Linked DNA regions of Mus musculus: all the other regions are linked to region 2. A link is a contact called in public Hi-C and promoter capture Hi-C data. All regions are on one chromosome and are shown on one strand. Each heading gives the region's core, a stretch centred on a gene start, on an enhancer-like site or on the middle of the called end of the contact. The rest is flanking DNA. Distances are from core to core; before and after follow the strand shown. Region 1 overlaps Tpcn1 (two pore channel 1). Region 2 overlaps Rasal1 (RAS protein activator like 1 (GAP1 like)). Region 3 overlaps Sdsl (serine dehydratase-like).

Region 1 (3,223 bases), core at 20-2,519, 140 kb before region 2:
TGTGGAAACCAGAGGTTTTTCCTGGGGGATAGTGTATGTATTGGGGGGGGGGGGGCAACTGTGCTTTATTTAAAGTAAAAACATCCGCTTTCCAGCTTGACCCCTGGTTCTGCGGCTGGGAGAACAGGAGGGGGGGGCTGTGCCTGCCCACTCCAACTCCCAAGCAACAGCAGGTTTGGAAGGCCAGGTTAGCCTGGAGGGAGTGCGCAGGGGTGGGGGGGTGGGGGTGCTAGGCAACTTCGGGCCCTGCCCACCTTCAGCCCCTTGTGGACAACACAGCAGGGCTCCATCGCTCTGCCACCATATACTATGGTGGCCTCAAAAGAACTCCCACAAGTCACCTGACCTGACTCGCCACCCCTACCCACCTAGCTTATGAGAATCTTGGAGGAGGCAGTGTGAAAGTGTGGTTGGTGAGGGGGGCTGCCTTCAGCACCAGTTCAAATGAACTCCCCTGAGCAAGTCAAATTCCCAGGGCCTCTGGTTGGCTTTCTCCTGCATGGAGGGATCCTGCCGGGGGTGGGGGTGGGGGTTCCCGGGGGTGGGGGTGGGGGAGTTGTGGTAGGGTTCCAGCAACAAGAAAGGACTGGGAGCCTGAGAGAGTAAGCTCTTCTGTCTCCCTCAAGGGAACCTTCTAACACTTTTGTCATTGATAGATGTCATCCTGCAGGGTGTGGGGTTTCTTCCTAGTGGTTTTGATCCTCATACCAGACACAGACACCTGTGTTGGCTGGGGTTCAGGTAGGGACGAAGCTGGAGGCCGCAGTAGGGAGGCGGTCAAGCTCCCCCCATCCCTCCCCGGGGAAAGCCGGCATTGCTGAGACGAGATAGCCTATTTAAGGGGCTTCTTGAGCAGAGGGCTTCCAGAGTTTTCCATGGTAGGACGAGAGCTCCGCCAGGCCTGGGCCTCCAGCCTAAGCTGGTTATTTCTGGAGCTCAGGAAGACAGAGCGAGGTGGCTGGAACGGACCCTGGCTATAGTCTCTTTTCTGTCTCTGTGTAAATATGTGCATATATATGAGTGTGTCTACATACACACATGGTTCCCATACGTCCTAGTACATAATACTATGGTGTTATTGCATAGAAGAGGCTGGCTTGACGAAACCCAGCTAGGTGACAGTCTGGGAGCGCTGGCGACTGCCAGGGGGCTGCTGGGCTGCAGGGCCGGGCACGCTGCCCCTGAGCTTCTGCTGCTCCTGTTCCCGGGCATGCTCCTCGTACCACTCCTAGGGAAGAGGCGGGCGCTGCTGAGGGTGGTTCGCTCGCTTGCCAACTCTCCAGCTCTCCCAGCCAGTGTGAGGGACACACAGGTGGGGGGGGAAGGGAGGGAGAGCGGAAGAACCTCTGCTTGGGGGGGAGGGGAGCAGCAGAGGCAGAGCCAGGCCTACCCACTGAGGTCACCACCCAAACACAAACCTGGGGATACAGACAATGGCCACCAATAGAGGAAAAAGCTACAAAAACCGGTTAGAGGCCTGAGCCAGGCCACACACAGGCTCTGGAGGAGGCCAGGTCCCAGGCTCAGACACTGCTGCTGCCCTTCGATGGGTCACATCAGAAACTCATAGGCTCTTAACCTCCCAGCTTCCCCAGAAAGCCACCTACTTCCAGGGTCTGGGGCACTCTGGTAGGGCGAGCGTTAAACAGCTCCCCCATATTTAAAGAAACAAAACCCAAGCCACAGACCAGACTGTGAGAGCTTAAAGAATTCTCCAGAGACAGCCCAATGCTCTGCCCTCATTAGCGGGGGGGGGGGGGGAACTGACACCAGAGAGGCTGGGCAGGTTGGGAGAGGATGCAGGTGGCCTGGCCTCTAGGTGCCCAAGTGCTCCTGGGCAGTTGCCACCACTGCTCTGCCAGGCACAGACTGTTGTGTCACTTGGGGGGTGGAGGTGGGGTCTATCAGTGACACAAGGCTCAGTGGCCTCCACATATATAAGGGAGCCAACTGAAACGTCTTGTGATAATGAAGCTGCCGCAGAGGAAATCCCAGAGACCCCAGAGAAGCAGGGCTCATGCCTTGGGGTTCTGCTGGAAAGACTTAGTGGCGACCCACGTGGTGCTTACACTTTTAACAGCTGCTGGTATGGGAAGACTGGGAGGTGGTGGAGGGGAAGGAAGGAAGGAAGGAAGGAAGGAAGGAAGGAAGGAAGGAAGGAAGGAAGAAAGGAAGGAAGGAAGGAAGGAAGGAAGGAAGGAAGGAAGGAAGGAAATTGACCTTATCCTTCTTAAAATCAAAAGGCCCCAAGTCAAAACTCTGAGCTTAATCCCATCAGGCAACAGGGGCAGGAAGAGGCAGCAGGTCTTGCAGGGGCCCTGGTCTCTCTCCTCCTGTCACTCAAATCTCTAGAAAGATCCACTGGGGGCACTGGGCACCCTCAAGGGGCAGCATGGCCATGCAGTGGACAGGATGGAAGAGCGGCCACCCAGGAATGCGGCAAAGTATCAAAAGATGCATCAGCATGGGGGCTGCCAAGGGCCTCGGTCCTTAGCTCCATGGAGGACATGGGACCTTTCCGAGCCCTCCACCAGAAGGGGGCCTCCCAGGGCACCAGCCCCTACCTGGATCTCCTCCTGGTACATCTTCAGACTCAGGTCACTTTTGGTTCTCGATCGCCGTCCCAGAAACACCATGGAATTTTGCTAGGGAGGAATGGAGGCTATGGAGTGTGTGTGTGTGTGGCATGGACTCACCTAGGGGTGGGCCACGGAGGCTGCTGCTCCTATCCTATTGACGTTTCTGCGTGGGTGCCACCGGCTTGAAGTGGCAGGCCCCGCCCCCTCCGCAATCTGCAGAGCCTGTGGCCCCTTACCTGGTATTTCTCCATCTGAGAGAGGGTGTCCAGCAGCCGGGTCACGTCAGAGGAGGTGCCTCGCTCCTCACGATAAAGCTCCAGGACGGCCATAAGCTCCTCCTTGGACATTTCCTTCTCGATGACGATGCCACTGTCCACTGAGGGTGGGGAGAGCCAGGTCCCATAACTGCTTTCCCTCCCAAGCAGTGATTCCTTCCTCTCCCTCCCCTCACTAACAGGGTGTGTGCGTCAGGAAGGTACTATGTCTAGCCAACCGCTTGCAGGGACACAGGGCATCAGGGAGAGCAGGGTGTGGTAATCTCAGAATTAGGGTACGGAGAGTAGATGGACCACCTCAAGCCCGGCCTTGGCTGCTTAGCAAGTCTGAGGCCAGCCCGGGGTTACATGAGCACCCATCTCACAGAG
Region 2 (3,068 bases), core at 439-2,938:
ATAGTACTGTCCTAAGGGTCAGAGGTGATCCTGTGAAAGGACACCACGTAACCTCCCATATGTAGGAGCTATTAGTATGCTGTGTGACAGTAGGTAAGTTCTTTGATCTCTCTGTGTGTCAGTGGTTTATCTGAACAGGATTATTGGTACCTCATGTAAGCTGGCTGTATAAGTAAATGAATTTATGCACGTACAAGGCTTCTCGGTGTAGTGTCTGCTACTCTAGAAAGGTTTGTAGTGACTGAGTGGTGAAGGTTGTGATGATGGTGGTGGTGGTGATGATGATGATGGTAGTGATGGTGATAATGATGACAATTGTAACCATGGTGATGACGAGATTTCTCCTACAAGCAGCAGAGAATCTTGGGTAGGAGCAGCATTGAGCCTCAGAAACCAGCCTTGTCCCTTTTCCTATCAACTCTCAGGCTGAAACTGCTGGAGGATTCCAGCCTGGACACAGAAGTGGACCCTGGGAGGGACTCCAGTGCCACAGACGGTAAGGGAGAAGAGTTCCATTCTTGTCCCTTACAGATGCATGCCCCGGTTTGCCAAGCACACCTGCTCTTGCATGCCCTCTTGTTTCCAGTTCACCAATGGGACAGTATCCTGGTGAATTTGGGGATTCTTCCTGCATGGGGGGAAAAAACCCTACAGCATCAGGAGGTGGAATCTGTAACAACCACCAGAAGCCTGATGAACCCTGTGGCCTTTTCTTTCCCTCCAGGGCCCTGTGCTGAGGTTCTGGCCCAGCAGAGAGCAGCCACAACCCACCTGCTGCAGGTACTTGAAGACTTGGAGCAAGCCCACGAGGAGTTCCAGAAACGGGGATAGGAGCAAGTGGCCCTCTAGGATGCTGGATGCTGAGAAAGTGCCAGAGCCAGCTGGGGACAGAGCCATGGGGCCTCCCTGAGCATTCTTTGGCCCAGGCATCTTCTTGAGGCCCCCTTCTTCACTGCTTGGGGCCTCCCAGACAAAGCCTGGTCCTGTGTGCTCTGTAGCCAGCCAGGGCATAGGAGCCTTTGGTAGGGCCCAGTCTTGTACTGACCAAACCTCACTTTCTTCTCTGAGCCTGGAGTCTCAGCTTCACTGGACACAGCCCTTCCAATACCCGTGGCGCCCATCTCACCCCAAGCTGCTGGATACAGCTGTACCTGAACGCCAACCCTGGCGGACTCAGAAAAGCATTCAATAGGCTTGGCCAGGAACTTCCTGTTTTCCACTTCTGCTAGCCACTGTGACCTCACAGATCCTTCTGTATTCCACTCTCATCTGGCAGCCCCAACCAGGTGTTCTCAGAAGAACGGACTGGGGGCCCAGCATGCCAATTCAGAGCCTCGAAGCCGGACACAGGCTCTTCCTCTCTCTTATACCCTGTATAAAGTGATGCGTGAGCATGCTTAGCCGTGACGTGTTAAAATCGGGGTACCCTAGGGCTCAGTCAGAAGCTCCTTGGCTAGAAACAGAGGTTCCCAGACCCTGCCCTAGCCACTGAATGCATCTGACGGTCTGGGGGGGCATCTGAATTCTGGGGCTCAATGGTTCTGTGAGTGTGAGGTATGATTTGAGAGTGACCCACAGCGGAGGAAGTCGGCTGGCGGAGCCTGTGAATTCTGAGTTTGCCTAAGACAGAAAGGCAGGGTGTGGCGCTATCCCATGTGTGACCAGCAAGGGTCGCCTGGAACTGGGGCATCTCCCACAGGCTTGGGTCCACTTGAGCTGCCAGAGCCTCTTCCCCTGCTCCTTGCTCCAGGGTAGGGTGGCCTCGGTGAGCTGATATGGTGTCTCCCAGGTCTTCCTCATTCTCCTGGAGGGCTGCACGCAAGAGAATCCTGTCTACTTCTCTTGATGCTGCATGACTGGGCAGTTACAAGACCCATGCACTGCTCCCCCACCCCACCCCACCCCCACCCCCGCCCCACCGTGGTCCTCCGTTTGCTATTGTCTTCCCGGTGTTCCAGAGGAGCACAGTCACCCAGCACCCTCTCTTGGCAGAAAAAGGCCTGACAAGGAGAAAGACCATTTATTTCTCCACCCACAGTGGGACTGGTAGATTTTTTTTTTTTTTCCAAAAGAGCAATTGCTGGCGTCCCTTTAAAGCTTGGCTGACTTCCATCCCAGCAGCCAATCCTCAGAGGCGGAGCTGGTGAGTTGCCTGGGCAACGGGCCTCTGGTTGGCCTGAGACGATCAGCCGCCCACCGCCCACTTTCAAGCAGGGAGAAGTTTAACGCTTTGCTGCCTGCTCAGCTTGATGCGTGTATAGCCTGAACAAGGCCTCCTCCCCTCGCTCCTGAAGCCAGAAGTGGGTCTCAAATGTCCGGAGCGGTTTAGTGGGGGAGAAGCCGGTACAGAGGCAAGGACGATGTCTTTGCCTGGGATAGACAGAGGTCAAGAGATGGACACAGGAAGAAGAAGAAGTCAGGGTCCCGGGAAAGATAGACACAAGCACAAAGTTAAGATAGCCTCGTCCCCAGTGGCCTGCGAAAAGCTACTTAATAACCTGGGGTTTCTACCCCATTGGCTTTGCAGTGCTCAGTGGGCAGGTGGCAGCGCTGACGTGGGTTAAGGGGTTGAGGCCCAGGGGCAGAGCGACCCCTTGAAGCCTTACAGAGTCCCCCCCACTATCCCGTGCTTGACTCAAGTCCTGGGAAAGGGACGAGCCTATACAGATGTAATGGAGACACAGGTATTTCCACAGGACATGTCATGGGGGCCTTTCTGTCTCTTTCTCCCCAAGCTGGGAGAAGTGGAGAGGCACGTGGTGTACGTGCGTGAGTGCGTGCGTGCAACAGGACACGTGTGCGTTTGTGTGTGGTGTGAAGGGCAAAGCGCCATCGTTTTCCATAGGGAAGTCGCCCTTGCTGGTGGTCCTATCTCTGCTGCTCTTGCCGGAAGCCACAGGTTGGAGCCAGCTGGCCTGGTGGACTCCCATCACCCCCCCCACAGCCACCAGCCAGATCCCCTTAGCGCTTCTGGCTCCTCCCGCCGAGAGCGGAGGGAGGCATGTGCCAGGCTAGAGGCAAGGCAAAAGGGAAGGCGGGCAACTCAGGCCTCAGGCCTTGGCCATGGC
Region 3 (2,906 bases), core at 104-2,603, 210 kb before region 2:
TCTTGGGCCAGAAAGATAAGAACGAGCTAATTATGAACTACGCCACACACTGGTCAGCTCTGGGCAGCACAGGTTCCTTAAGAGGATTAAGTCCAACCATGAAAAGGAGGTGTCTGCCCACTGTACCCTGCATGACTTGATAAGGGCTAACTGTTGTATGGGGCTGGCAGGAAACTGGGCACGATGCCCAGCTCCTTCCTTCTTATCTCAGAAGGCTCCGAGAAATCCTGACAGAGGCCTGTATTTAACTCCATTTTGTAACTGGTGACTCAGAGGGGTTGGTACACAAGGCCACAGGCTCAAAGTTCCAGCGCTTCCACACTGTATGGCATCTTTTGTTTTGTTTTGTTTTGTTTTGTTTTTTATTTTGTTTTTGTTTTTGTTTTTCAAGACAGGGTTTCTCTGTGTAGCCCTGGTTGTCTTGGAACTCACTCTGTAGACCAGGCTGGCCTCGAACTCAGAAATCCACCTGCCTCTGCCTTCCAAGTGCTGGGATTAAAGGCGTGCGCCACCACTGCCCAGCCACTGTGTGGCATCTTATCTACTGGACTGTTGATATCTTCTTCTTCCTCTCCCTCCTCCTTATCACCATCATTATCATCATCATCATCATCATTCATTCATTCATTCATTCATTCAAAATGAGACTATTTGGTACCATTGGCAATTATCCATAAGAGTCGCACACCTTCAATCCCAGGACTCGGGAGGCAGAGGCAGACAGTTCTGTGAGTTCGAGGCCAGCCTGGTCTATAGAGTGAGTTCCATGACAGCCACACAGAGAAACCCTCCCCTGAACAAACAAAAGCAGCAAGGGAAAACTGCTGAGACGCTTGGCTCTGTCCCCAGGCCTCTCTGCTCCTCCTGAGGGGCCGCTTCACCACTGTCAGGGTGGGGGACTCAGCTGAGCCAAGACCCAGGGACCCCACCTCTCACCACTGAGGCAGGTGCTAGAGCTGAGCAGTGAGGACCCAAGTTCAGCTCTCCAGCACCCACATAAAAGGGCTTGAACAGCTGGGGCCCTGCGACTTTCTTACTGGAATCCACTTGTAAGGATTCTCATCTGGTCCAGACCTTACTCCGACTCCAACAGTCCAGGGGTCCTTTCCCCATGGGCCATCTAGTGGCACACAGCAGCTAAGTCAGGAAAAAAAAAAACTAGAAAGCCAAGCTAACTGACCGCCCCTCCAGCAAGCACACCCTGCTAACTACTCTCAGGGACTGCAGGGCCTGCCTTCTGTGAGGTGACAAGATAGGGCAGATGCTACTAGACTGGTAACCACACTCACACCACTCACTGCCCAACACACTGCCCCACGGTCCCCAGCCACTCCCACAATGCCTCCCTTACCTTCCTGAAGGACAGCCCAGCCAGGACCAACCTGGACGCACTGGCTACCAGATCAGCTTCCGGCTACCAGGGCCTGGCCCCTCCTCCTTGTTAAAGGGACAGCTCCTGATTCTGGGGTCCTGGTGAGAACTCACAACAAAAAATGACCAAGATGAACCCGTGGGGGTATTCAATCCTCTCTGTCTTCCTTACGCAGCTCATGGCTCATGAACGACCTGGGCTCATCTGGCAAGTGTGGAAATGGAGGTTCAAAAAACATACATTAGCAGGGGCTGGCAAGCAAGAGGTAGAGTGTACCCCTCATCTTGGACTCCTTCAATAACATAGGCACACCCCAGATCTGACTTTGGGTTCAGAGTTGTTGCTGGGTCAGGCCACTTTGCCCTGGTTCACACTGGGGTCAGCTTATGTTTGAGACAAGATAATAAAGATGCAGGCCAGGCATGGTAGCACATATCTTTAATGCCAGTACTTGGGAGGTAGAGGCAAGTGGGTCTCTGTGAGTTCAAGGCCAAGCTGGTATATACAGCAAGTTCCAGGACAGTTTGGGGCTGCATAGAGAGACCCTGTCGAAAGAAAGAAAGAAAGAAAGAAAGAAAGAAAGAAAGAAAGAAAGAAAGAAAGAAAGAAAGGAAGGAAGGAAGGAAGGAAGGAAGGAAGGAAGGAAGGAAGGAAGGAAGGAAGGAAGAGGAGGAGGGAAGGGGAGAGAGGAAGGAAGGAAGGAAGGAAGGAAGAAGAGAGAAGGGAGGGAGGGAGGAAGGAAGGAAGGAAGGAAGGGAGGGAGGAAGGAAGGAAGGGAGGGAGGGAGGAAGAAAGGAAAGGAGGAAAGAAGGAAGGGAGGGAGGAAGAAAGGAAAGGAGGAAAGAAGGAAGGAAGAAGAGAGAAGGGAGGGAGGGAGGAAGGAAGAAAGGAAAGAAGGAAGGGAGGAAAGAAGGAAAAAAGGAAGCAGGGAAGGAAGGAAGGAAGGAAGGAAGGAAGGAAGGAAGGAAGGAAGGAAGGAAAGAAGACAGAAAGGAGACAGGATGAGCCTAGCCAGCAGTTGTCCCGTTCTCCAGTCTGAATAGGAAGAGTGACTCTCACATCATGTTCCCGTCCCTAACATTTCACAGTCAGCAGAGGAAGCCTGGGTGTTATTTACTGTTCAGAGCAACGGCTGCTCACACCTTCCTGCACTCAATAAATAAATATTTACCAGACACCTATCACCTGCCAAGTCCCAAGACCTTTAACCTCAAACAAGATAGTGTGTCCCTTGCCTTCCCACAGGCCTCGGTACGCCCTTGCTGTAGGAGGTGGGAGCCGGTGGGAGGTTGGGGTGGATATTGTCAGGCAATGGAAAGCCATGCTGAGTTCTAGGGTCACAGAAGGACTGAGGAGAGTCTGAGGAGATGGCATGTGTGAAAACCCCAGTATGGCTCTCCAGCACCCATGTGACAGGGCCAGATGAGGTAATGTGTCTATAATCCCAGCACTACTGGAGTAGAAGCAGAAAGATGTCTGATTTGATTGGTTAGCCTAGTCAAATCCGCGTGCTCGAAGCTCCACGGTCAGACTC

What was found. Hi-C and Micro-C count contacts between places; a contact is called where the count stands out from the background. Capture Hi-C pulls out chosen DNA fragments and counts their contacts.
Region 1: a contact with region 2 is called in a Hi-C map of brain, with 2.4 times the contacts expected there. The contact joins two enhancer-like sites. A contact is called at or near these places in 3 of 484 Hi-C or Micro-C datasets (brain, cerebellum and nephron progenitors) and 2 of 9 other capture datasets (adipose tissue and pancreatic islet).
Region 3: a contact with region 2 is called in a promoter capture Hi-C map of pancreatic islet. The contact joins two enhancer-like sites. A contact is called at or near these places in 1 of 484 Hi-C or Micro-C datasets (bone marrow-derived macrophages), 1 of 115 datasets of contacts at active chromatin or transcription factors (pancreatic cancer cells) and 3 of 9 other capture datasets (adipose tissue, liver and pancreatic islet).

What each region holds. Positions count from the first base shown.
Region 1 is chr5:120,534,997-120,538,219 of GRCm38.p6, forward strand. Tpcn1 (two pore channel 1) reads right to left here. Exons shown (of 28, transcript NM_145853.2): 26 at 2,816-2,955; 27 at 2,565-2,645; 28 at 1-1,228. The coding sequence ends at 1,112. Among named protein-coding and RNA genes, the nearest start is that of Slc8b1, 25 kb to the left of the region's middle. Within about 2 kb of position 1,270, at least 27 of the 459 cell types and tissues checked have an H3K27ac peak or open chromatin away from gene starts, as enhancers often do. A contact at or near this core is called in brain and cerebellum, where this site is marked.
Region 2 is chr5:120,678,198-120,681,265 of GRCm38.p6, forward strand. It overlaps Rasal1 (RAS protein activator like 1 (GAP1 like)), which reads left to right. Exons shown (of 22, transcript NM_001359144.1): 21 at 426-496; 22 at 725-1,400. The coding sequence ends at 831. Dtx1 (deltex 1, E3 ubiquitin ligase) reads right to left here. Exons shown (of 10, transcript NM_008052.3): 10 at 2,067-3,068. The coding sequence ends at 3,051. Among named protein-coding and RNA genes, the nearest start is that of Rasal1, 31 kb to the left of the region's middle. Within about 2 kb of position 1,689, at least 149 of the 459 cell types and tissues checked have an H3K27ac peak or open chromatin away from gene starts, as enhancers often do. A contact at or near this core is called in brain, cerebellum and pancreatic islet, where this site is marked.
Region 3 is chr5:120,465,923-120,468,828 of GRCm38.p6, forward strand. It overlaps Sdsl (serine dehydratase-like), which reads right to left. Exons shown (of 9, transcript NM_001384254.1): 2 at 1,352-1,576. Among named protein-coding and RNA genes, the nearest start is that of Sdsl, 5.4 kb to the right of the region's middle. Within about 2 kb of position 1,354, at least 72 of the 459 cell types and tissues checked have an H3K27ac peak or open chromatin away from gene starts, as enhancers often do. A contact at or near this core is called in pancreatic islet, where this site is marked.